Linked DNA regions of Rattus norvegicus: region 1 is linked to region 2. The links are chromatin contacts, called in public Hi-C maps. All regions are on one chromosome and are shown on one strand. The core of a region is the stretch at or near the end of the contact, and the rest is flanking DNA. Distances in the headings are between cores, read along the strand shown. Region 1 overlaps Auh (AU RNA binding methylglutaconyl-CoA hydratase). Region 2 holds the start of Nfil3 (nuclear factor, interleukin 3 regulated).

Region 1 (5,758 bases), core at 800-3,299, 110 kb before region 2:
AGCGTTAGAGCTGTACCCGACAGAATGGCACAACCTGCATGCCGCTCTATGAGGTACCTGCCCATCAAACGCCACAGTGACTCACCCACACAAACACCTGGGCACAGTCCGAATGAACTTGCAAACTGGGAGTCATCATTTAACGAAAATGGATGTGTCTCGGTGCTTCTGGAAATACCGACATTTTGCAAGGATTAAATATCTATGGAAAAGCCCACTTGGAAGCTGAGTGGAAAAGAAAACAGGCGCTTCACTGTCGGACTGCCTTATTAAAACGTCTAATGTGATGTTAGAATCCCTGTGCCTAGGAAGAGTTAAACGGTCAGAGCCCCTAAACCTTATCAGAAACAGGCTGCCGAAGGTCTCCGAAATAAACCCCAGTGCCCCTCCAGATGCTTGGCCGCACAGGGAGCTCACATCCACAGAGCTGTGTGGGGCTGAGTGAATGGACTCTGTGGACAGGAGGTGACAGCTAAATCTGGGAGCAGGCGGCGTCCCTCCTCACTCATTCGTGAGATGCTTTACAGCGCGGTGAACAGGAAAGCGTGTGTCTCCAAATGGCGAGTGAATGTGGGGTGCGCTTGCTGCAGACAATTAATGCACGCAGCTGGTGCCAACCATCAGTGAGCCTCAATCACAGCCTGACAGCTCCAGCAACATCCCACTCGGAGTAATTATAGCAAATGGCGTGCAGGCTTAATGTTCTGCCGTTTTTATTCTGGAACGTAATCAACAAGATATTAAGATTGCTTCTGCTTAGCTTTTCTTTAATATTCACACCGACAAAAATAAACAGTCATCAGACACTTAGTGGAGAGCATAGGAGAGCATTTAATAGGCCTTGCTTATGATAATGACTTTAGTAAACATATATGGTTGGTGAATAATCGCATTCTATCAGCCTTTCCATAAAGCAATGCGCGCTCCCCGACATGCATTAACTTTCTGCGATTCCCAGACTTTCCTGCGTGCATTACATAAGTGTTTGCACGTATTGGGTGTCAAATGTTTTTGGTGCTAAATGAGGAAACACAGAAGCAGCTTCCAAAGCAGCTATGTTATTGTAAAGGCCGGTGCTGCCCCAGATTCCTTGTGTATAGGGCAACAGCTAAAACAGACGTCTGCACAAACAAAGCACAGCCAGGTTTAGCAAGTTCATGGTCCATAGGCTCAGACTTTTGTAGGGAAATGCAGATGCGAACTTATACCCTCGTGCACTTTTAAAACTCCAGCCTACGCCGACTGCAAGTCCAAACTCATTCCACACTGCTCCAGGGCCCCAGGAGGCCATGGGGAAGGACACTTCAAAGCTGAGAAGGATCTTCCTGGGCCTCCTGATAAGAGCAGAAATGGGAAGAGAATCCAACAATCTTAGAACATCCACTTGAGACTACCAGGTTCCTTCCAGCACTCCCGTTGTAAGTGTCTGTCCACACTCCCAGTGTAACACTGCTGTCCACACTCCCAGTGAAACACTGCTGTCCACACTCCCAGTGAAACACTGCTGTCCACACACCCACTGTGTCTGTCCATACAGCCACCATAACAGTAATCTGTCCAACACGCCTGTCTTCCATGCTCACTTTCAATCACCCCAATGATCACCAGGTAGCATGCAATCTCTTCTGCGCATGTGTCTGCTTCCTAAAACACAGCCAAAGCAGTTTTGCCCTCCTTGATGAGTGAGCTGTGTTTCTAGCCTACATATGAAAGTCTGTTACATGTTTGGTACTCAGAAAAGTACTTAGTAGATACACATCTGTCTCCCAGACCTTGTCTCAAAAGACCAAGGGGAAATCCACTAAGAATTAGTCAGCACGGAACATTCTAGCAGGTGTGCCCATCCCTTTGACATCCGCAAAGTCTATAAATTTTATTCTCCAGAGCCATTAAATCAAATTACAAGGAGGAAAATAATCACACAGAAACCCTCAGTACAATTTTGTGCTGGGCTGCATCCACAGCTGTCCTGGACCCTGGGTTGGACACTGTTACAAGAGAAAGCACAGTCCCGGGGTCAAGTGATCACATTACTTTCCACGCACTGACTCAGCACCCTCCAGGGCAGAACAGCGAGCACACTCAACCACCAGTCCCTCCCCCAAGCCCCTACACACACACACACACACAGCCGCTAGCGACCAAGAAGACAATAATTCTGGTTGATTGATGTGAAGTGTTTACTTAGAAGATTTTTGGACAGCCTCAGGAAAACACCAGAAATGATGAAGAATCTTGTCGCAAGCCTCAAGCAGGCCTGCACCCTAAGGAGCCTTACACCCGTGAGAAGAGCCTTGCCACAGACACTCTTTCCAGACAGGGACAAGGTCACAAACTCTGTGGGCAGTGACTCAAACTTACAGAGCAGGCCCAGAGATTCAAAACGGAGGCCTGGTCAGCAAGACCCTTCCCTGCGTGCCTGTAGCCTGGGCTCCAAGGGCTTCAGGAGAAGAGGATGCTGTCCGCTAGCTCTAAGGTGCTGGAGGTGTGGCTGTTAATTAGCGTAGTAAGTGACAACGGCTAAAGCCAGCCAAACCACAGCTCAAGTGAACAGCAAGGTTCTACAGTTTTAACTGGGGCTAGAAATGGTACCTTAAAGTCACACACAGAAAGGGCTGTCATGGAATGTTTGCATGGAACCAGAATTAGTGCGCATGTGTGCACATTCATGAGGCAAATCAGCAAAATAATAATAATAATTAGCACTCCAAATGGCAAGCACTGGGTGGGGGCCGCCTGACTCAGAGCAGTCACTGACTTATAAAAATTCCACGGGCAGCCTTTATAAAACCGTCTTTGACGCTTCTGACTGATGCTTTTTACCCACTTGAAATTTAGGCAAGCGCAAATACAAACAGTTCCTGAATATTCATCATAAAAAAAAAGTCGTTCTGTGTCTGTGGATGCGACACATTGTCCAGGTGCCCTCAAACACCCGAAGACGGAATGGAATCCCCTCCTGGAGTCACGGAGGGCTGTGAGCTGCCCCGTGTACACGCTGGGTCCTCCTGGGAGAGCAGTGGGTGCTCTTCAGGGCCGAGCTGCCCCTCTAGCGTTCGTTCTTCGCTCTGAGGGGTTGAAGGGCTAGCCAGGTGCAGCTGAGCTTTATGGTCTTGGCCTGCTCCTTTCTCCCAGGGCAAGCAAGGTCCAACTGAGGCAGGAAGGAATCAGCCTGTGCATCTAAGTTTCTCACAGCCGGGGAAAAGGTCCTTCAAGTTTCCAGGATGAGAATCGCAGGGTCCTGCAGGGCAGGGAGCCATAACTACTCACAAGCAAGCAAACTACTAGGGAGACAGAGAACAGACAGCACAGGTACACGCGGCCCACATCCCCAGCACACGTTCCACCACCGCACATCGGAATTCCCAGGCACTGCCTGGTAAAAGTCCTGATAAATACAAACTTCAGAGAAATCATTTGATTCCTTTCAAGCAGTACTGAGCACGCAAACGTAACAAGCGCCACACTGGTATGGACGCCGCCACCCCCCACCCAACCTCCATTTCTATGTGAGTGCCCCAGGAGCACGGCTCAGACCCTCAGAGCAGCAGAGACAAGATGGCTTCTCAGGGGAGCAGGATGTCTGAGACTCTGATCTCAGTGCCAATGGACACGAGACCAAGGTACTCTGCTGCAAGGCCATGAGGAATTAGTAAAACCTTTATGCTGGAGTTTATGAAAACTGAGAATAGAGTAAAACCCAGAGTGGCAATCAGCCTATTCTCAACAATTCTAATACAAATTCACAGTAATACATCTTGACCTTGTCTTAAAATGGTGGTAAGATGAAGAAAAAGGAAAAGAGCTTAGGAAACTCGAGAGAAGGGCTGGGCAGGGCTCAGTGGGGCAGTGCTTGCTGCACGAGAGCACGAGGACCTGAGTTCAGATCCCCAGCTCCCACATGAAAGTGGCCATGGCGGCCACAGCTGTAACCAACAGCATTGGATGCTGAGACAAGCCGGTCTGTGGAGCAGCTGACCGCAAGCCAGCACGGCCGACTGCTCAGCTCCAGGTTCAAGAGACTGCCCTAAATCACAAATACGAGGGATACGAGCAACGGAGGAAACACTTGACAGCTACCTATGGCTCGCTCTCTCTCTCTCTCTTTCTCTCTCTCTCTCCCCTCTCGGAGAGAAGGAGATGGCGGGGGGGGGGGGAGCGCGCTCTGATAAGCTGCACCCACCAAGGCTTGTTTGGAAAAGCTCCCATTGACCAGAATAAAGTGGGCCATGTGGGCTGTCCTACAAGAACCACACCTCCTGATGCGTGCACGGGAGTAATGGTTTATCAGACAAGTAAGGCCAGAGGGGGACAGATAAAACGCGCTAAACGACTGCTGCCTCTACCTGCTAACACTCGAGTTTGTCCTCACATAAACTCACAGTATCCTCACAGGGCCATGTAAAACAGATCTGCATGCATGCATGCATGCATGCATGCATACATTCATTCATACATACATACATACATACATACATACATACATGCGTGCATACATAAATGGTGGGACAGCCTCCAAGGGTCAAGTCACATCCTAAAGCCTCAGGGCAAGCAGATGAAGTCAAGCGGTCCGCTCCAGCCCCCTAACTGCCGCCCACAGGCCAGCTCAATGGTTCTGAGTAGCTCAGTTTCCCCATCTTTCTGAAACCGTAAGCTCGGTGTGTCACTGGTCCCAAAGCAGTATTTACTACACGTTCAACAGACAATGAACTTAGGAGAGTCATGGCCCACTTTGTGGGCACTTGCTTTGGGCTGCCAAACGTAATGGCAAATGCTCTGTACATACTGAACGCCAGGCAGAGGCAAACGTAACTCAGCGAGCACCGGGTTTCTTCAGCGCGTTCAGTTGCTGGAGGAGTGAGTCTTGTACCAAGGAGAGGCTTGTCTCAAAAGTCTACACAAAATGCCAGCCGCTCTACCAGGCCACACCCCAAGCCTGGCCACATTCCATCCCTATATTTCCCTGCTCAACAAGAACCCCCGCGTCTGTCTCCAGACTTCCTCTGCCATGGGGTGCTAGTGACCACACATATTAAGAATAATTAATTTAATCAATTAATTCCAAGGCCCCGGGAAAGGGCAGTGGCCCTGCTGATGTTTCCAGACAGCACATTCTACAGCGAGGGCCACAGCAAGGCGAAGCCTGAAGACCAGCAGCTGAGGCTCATTAGGCTGGGAAAGGGACACAATTAACCCTTTGAGAGAGCAGTAAAACAGCTTCCTGAAACAGCTGTACAGGCTACAACCGAAGCTCACACAAAAAATGGCTTCCCTTTTGTAATGCATAAATTAATGCTAGCTCGATTGTTATTTCTATTTTTAAACTTAAAAAAAAAGAGGATTGGTAGATTTAAATATGAATTTTTAAAAACTTCTTTCTTTGAAACAGGGTTCCACTGTGTAAGCCTGACTGCTACAATCCTCCTGTCTCAACCTCCTGTGTGCTGAGATGACCTGTGTGAAGCACTACACCCGGCTTATGATGTGGTGTGTGTGTGTCTGTATGTGTCTATGTGTCTGTGTGTGAGTGCACACACACACACACACACACAGAGAAACAAATAAAAGTGTCTATAAGGTCTCTAACACAATGGTCTGAAGACACAAGGTGAGAAACAAGCCAGACACAGAGGGGGACACAAGGCATCTTTACTCCATGGCTTTCTGCCCAAGTAAGGCACATGAGGACAGGGTAAAGTGGCCTCCTCGATGAAACGCACTACACAGCACACACAAACCCCAGACTGTCACGGGACAG
Region 2 (5,305 bases), core at 2,663-5,162:
GCTGGGGGGCCCACAGTAACTGCAGCGTCTTGGAAAACGGCTGAAATAGGGATGCTAATGTGTTCCAGGGGTCAATATCTAGAATGTCTCCGCCCCCTAAAATAATAGTCGTATTATGTAAATGGTATGCTAAGAAAACTATACCTCACCGACACTATTTAATACCTATATTCACACATCATTACACTAAGAGTCCGAGAAGAAATTTAACATCTGGATATCCATCTATCTCCAAGAATAAAACTAGGTTATTACAGGCAAAAATACAATCGACTATCCTATATATACTTTCCCATAACTCATATCTGATATGGAGGTAATTGTGATATGAAATAAATACTTCTGACCTCATTAGCTGTTGTTATTTACAAGAGCCAGAGAAGGTGACACTTGTCCATTCCCTGTTGGCCTCTGAACGTAGCAGTTCCTCCTAAGTGTCCTTTAAAATGATAAATGGGGCCCCCGCGTTCACCAGCAGTCACTGGGCGCTGCGAAATGCCTTCCTAAAAATACAGTCTTATCAGAGGTCTTGGAAGGCGTGGAGTTAAAACTACAGCAAATGGCCTTGAGCTCGTATTTGCACACAGCCCTGGAGAAACCAGAAATAGCACCGAGGCCAGGATTGTTAAAATGTGATGGGGCTAAATTTAGAAAGACGTACATTTCATTTAGGGTAAAAGACACCCATTTGGCAAGCACGAGCTATGTCAAAGCTTAGTTGGTCGTCACTTTCCGGCTTAAAATATCCTTTAAAAGAACCAACAAAACCCCTGTTGATTGTGACATTCTTAAACGCTGAGATTGCCCTACTTTCTTTGTGGCAAGATTATAAAATCACGTAATTAGCTCCCTTTCTATGCTCAACAGCCAGCAAATTCGGCAGTTACGTAACCTCACATTTCCAGGAATCTATTAATGATTTGTCTTGTGGTGTCTTTATTAAAAAAAAAAAAAAAGCCAATGACGATAAGGTGAGAAGAAAAAAAAAGCTGATGAAACGGTTGGGAAAAGTGGGGAGGCAAACGTCACAATGGCTCCTCCGGGTTTTAAAAATAACACCTCGGAACATTTAAGGAGCCCCCCCCCCCAACTCGCCCTCCCGCGCGCATTAGTGTCCAACACTAGGATTTCTCCTTTCTTAATAATGAATTTCATAGACTCGTTTTTAAAATATGCTTATTTGGGACGATACAGAGGCACCAAACGCTGCGCTAAAATGACCAAATCATTGCACACATAGGCGCACATTCTCACATCAGCTCGTCCTCGGTGCCCACGTTTCACCGCTAGCCCATTATGCAACGTAAGAAAGGACACATCCCTCCACCTTCCCGAGGGCTCGTAAAACACGGTGACGACAAACGGGTTGGAAAACGTCGGTGCCGACACAGCGCCTGACACAAACAAACGCCGCGCAGGCACCTCCGATTGCCGTCACCGTTCGCACTCCCAACCCTCCTAAGCAAATCAAGACGGCTCCCCAAGACTCAACCCTCCCACTGGCCGGCCCGGATTGGGGACTAGCGCGGAGAGACCCCGGAGAGCAGGGCACGTCAGGCTGCTAAAAGGATCGGCCTCCACTCCGCCTCCCCGGCGCGCTCTTCGCCACCGAAACATCAATTTTCCTGAAATCCGGAGACATTATGCAATAGCGGGGAGGAGGAGGGAGCCCGCGGCAGCCCCGGCTACGTGCGGGCGCCAGGGCGCTGCAATCAAAGCAGCTACCTTAAGGTGGCGAGTCCCCCTCCTGCCAAGGCAGCAAAAGTTTATGTAATGCATGCCCCGCGCACACTCGCCGCCTCCCGCCAGCCCTGCGCCGCGCCCGCACGCGTCCCGCGCCCCACGCCAGCCGGCCGCGCGCTCCAAGAGCGGGCACGGATCGGAGCTGGGCCCCCCGGGCCGCCGGTGGGCGGAGCGCTTACCGTGGTTCTGCTCCCTAGTCCGTGAGGAGAAAAGAAAGGGCAGCTGGTACCGGGCTGGCGGCTCCGAGACGCGATTCGAGCTCCACCCGGCCCTCAGCGGGTGGTGGCGAGGGCGCGGCGCGGGAGACGGGCGGGCGCGCCGGGTCCGCGGGCGCCGTGGCCGCGCCGAGAGATGTGTGTTAGTAGGTCAGTTCCGAGCGCCGCGCTACGTCGCCGCCCGCCAGCCCCGCCGTGACGGGCGGCCGCCGCCCCAATCGCCGCGCCCGCGCCCGCCCCCGGCCCGCCGCCACTGGCCGCGCCGACAGGGGCGGGCTCCCCACCGCCCCGCCCCGCCCCGCCCCGTCTTCTCCGCCGCGGCGCCACCGCCAGTCCGCGTCCTTCTCTGGCCGCGGCCGCAGCTGCTACCCTCTGTCCGTGGGGACCCACTCCGAGAGCTCTGTTGCGCAACGGGACGCACCGCGGAGCAACCAGGGCACAACTGGGAGGAGCCCAGGACCCCTTTGCCCATTACTGGCAGCGCCCTCCGGGTCGCTGCGCTCGCTCGGTTGTGCAGCACCTTTTTTTTTGTTTCCCGGAGAGTCACAGCCGGCTGGGCTACCTGTTGCCAATAGAACTCCGGGTGAAGGCTATGGGGACCCGGGCGTGGCAGGGACCTTGGCCTCCTTGTGCCCATGGTCCCTCTGAGATCGGGAAAGGGGCGCGGCAGCCGTGCAGCGCCACGACTGAAATGTTCCGCTCCTCTCGCGCCGCAACGGCAACCCAAACAGCGCTCCCGACACAATTAGGGCGAAGACGACCCCTACAAAGTTGTTGCGTAACACGGTTGGGAAACCAGGCTAGACCTAGTCGGTCTGCGTCCCCGACCACGTGGGGAAGTGGCGACGGTGTCCGAGGACCTGAGGGTCCGCGGTCCCCGGTGCGCCGGGCTGGGACGCCCACCCATCTTCGGTGCTCAGGCTTGAGCGAGCCACAGAGGGCACTCCCCGAAGCATCTTGAGCTGGTAGCTCTCTGTCGTTTCTGCTTCCAGTGAACAGGCCAGCTAGCCAGCCAGCCAGCTCTCCTCCCCGCCCCCCAATTCCTGGGATGTACAAAAGACATAAGGAAACGGGAGACAAGGCATCTGGCGGCGTGTTCTTAAGTCAGTCATCAGGTTGGCTATTGTAAAGGAACGTGGCAAACACTCCCCGCGTTTACAGACACGTAAAATTAGTGCCGGCCTTGGCAAAGGGAGCCATATTCCTGACAGTGACGCACGCGCTTGCCCAAATACGGAATGTGGCAGGTGGCGAGGTCCTTGAGCTCGGACTGTGAGATCTGGGCTCGAATGACTCCCTCACTCTACCCCCCCCCCGCCTCCTTTCTCATTTTTTTTTTTTAAGAAAGCAAACCCCAAAGTAAAGAGCGAGTGCGCGGGCCCCCACCCGGAACATCTCACTAAGTGGATCCCTTTCCATTTACCCCAGGCACACAGTAACTACACAGATAATCTCCGAGGCACACTGACTTAAGTACCATTCGCCGTTGGACTTTTGGACGCCTTCACAGGGCATTAACGATGAGGTCTAGCTGGTAAAATACCCCGTAACCAAATAAAGCCCCCACAGCACAGATAGGCAATATATGGTAAATCTCCTTTGGCGGGTTCCTGACCAGTTCAGGAAACACACCGCCCCTTTCCACTTTTTGCTTTGTTTTTGTTTTTCCGAGGAACTCACTGCCTTGATGTAAACGAGTCTTGACTTGGTTAATCAGTTCCACTTTTCTGGAATTTAATGATGTCATAGGATCCCTGAGTAGGTAGAATCGAGGAGTAACGTTTTTTTTTTCACAAAAAGCCAACTGAACTTGCCTGACTCACCCAAGGTTGCCAGCGGAGGAACGAACGGATGGCTGTGACCCACGAAGCTGTTCTTTCGACTGAATTTTGAAATCTGATGCCTGTCTTCATTCCCGGGGGGCAGTCCACACTGAGCCTCCACCACATTCGTGCTTCCGTCATTTGCCATCTAACTTGGAAATCAGAGGAAGTGTGAAAGATGTCTCTGATATCAACTTGGAAAACAACTCGTTAGCGCCGTCTGCTGCTTTAAAAATGCAGCTCAACAAAGTGTTGGAGGTTCAGTCTTCAGGACCTGGGGGATGATGTGTCTGGTGTTATACCCTGGGGGTCCACCTAGTGGGCAAGTGCTTGCAATTAGTCGAACTAGAAGAAAATCGAAAGATAAACCTGGGACGGGAGAACCTTCCCCAGGTCGCCAGTGTGCTAATTCCAGAACAGGCTGTAAGTAGGGTCTCCTGAATAGGAAAAGGCTGGAGGGCTCTAACTGAAGTACGGCAGTCAAGCTCAAAACGTTCTTACTCAGAGCGGCTGGTTCGTTTCAGAGCTGGAATTGGGTTTGGATGCAGGAGCCAAGGAGAGGTGATCACTTTTGTGCTTATACACCTCTGAAGCACTCTCTGAGCAGCCAATGTAAGGGGTGTGAGAGGAGAGCGTGGTGAGAATGTGGCTCTTTCTGAGAAAAGTTTCAGGGCGTGTCCAGCCAGAGGGTCTAGAGTACTCTGACCTAGGCATCCGAGGGGTTTTCCTTTCACAGCGTTGGGCATCGAGCCCAGGTCTAACCCTGGTTACACGACTTTAGCCTGGCGTCCAGAGGCTCTTGCCTTGGACCTTGATATATACACCTAGTACTTTATGGGGGTTCAGAAGGTGAGCCACCTGTGGACTCTGACACCACCGTTACCGTATCAGATCAGGGGGGCCATGGCTCCGAGTTTTCAAAAGTTGACATTAAAAATACCTGTGTGTGTGTGTGTGTGTGTGTGTGTGTGTGTGTGTGAGAGAGAGAGAGAGAGAGTGTGTGAGTGTATGTGAGTGTGTGCGTGAGTGTGTATGTATGTGTGTGAGTGTGTGTGTGTGCATGTATGTGAGTGTAAGTGTGTGTGTGAGTGGGTTTGTGTGTGTGTGTGAGAGTGTGCATGTGTGTGAGTGTGTGTGAGTGTGTATGTATGTGTGTAAGTGTGTGTGTATGTGTGTAAGTGTGTGTGTGTGTGTGTGTGTGTGTGTGAGAGAGAGAGAGAGAGAGAGAGAGAGAGAGAGAGAGAGAGAGAGAAAGATTCTGCTTTTCCATGTTGGCAAGGGATTGATTTTCTTTTACAATGAGATGGCTTAGTGGGAAAAGGAACTTGCCACCAAGCCTGACACCTGTGTTTGAGCTCTAGGATTCAAATGGTGGAAGGGGACAACTGAGACCTTAAAGTTGTCCCTGTGACCTCCATATGTGCACCAACCATGGTGTGGGTTTGAGTGGATGCACACACGTAATGCATCATAAAAAATATAAATAATAAATGTAATATATTTAAAAATATGTAAAGCACTGGG

The links. A called contact is a pair of places that touch in the nucleus more often than the background predicts.
Region 1: a contact with region 2 is called in a Hi-C map of the A7r5 cell line, with 3 times the contacts expected there. The contact joins the enhancer-like site here to the promoter of Nfil3 in region 2. A contact is called at or near these places in 2 of 12 Hi-C or Micro-C datasets (the A7r5 cell line and kidney).

The regions. Positions count from the first base shown.
Region 1 is chr17:12,539,397-12,545,154 of GRCr8, reverse strand. The region is part of intron 6 of Auh (AU RNA binding methylglutaconyl-CoA hydratase); the gene reads right to left. It overlaps LOC134482816 (a long non-coding RNA gene), which reads right to left. Exons shown (of 2, transcript XR_010059387.1): 2 at 1-5,758. Among named protein-coding and RNA genes, the nearest start is that of Auh, 61 kb to the right of the region's middle. Within about 2 kb of position 2,049, at least 18 of the 93 cell types and tissues checked have an H3K27ac peak or open chromatin away from gene starts, as enhancers often do. A contact at or near this core is called in the A7r5 cell line, where this site is marked.
Region 2 is chr17:12,430,983-12,436,287 of GRCr8, reverse strand. Nfil3 (nuclear factor, interleukin 3 regulated) reads right to left here and starts at 3,912. Exons shown (of 2, transcript NM_053727.2): 1 at 3,782-3,912. LOC108353155 (a long non-coding RNA gene) reads left to right here and starts at 4,201. Exons shown (of 2, transcript XR_005495436.2): 1 at 4,201-5,305.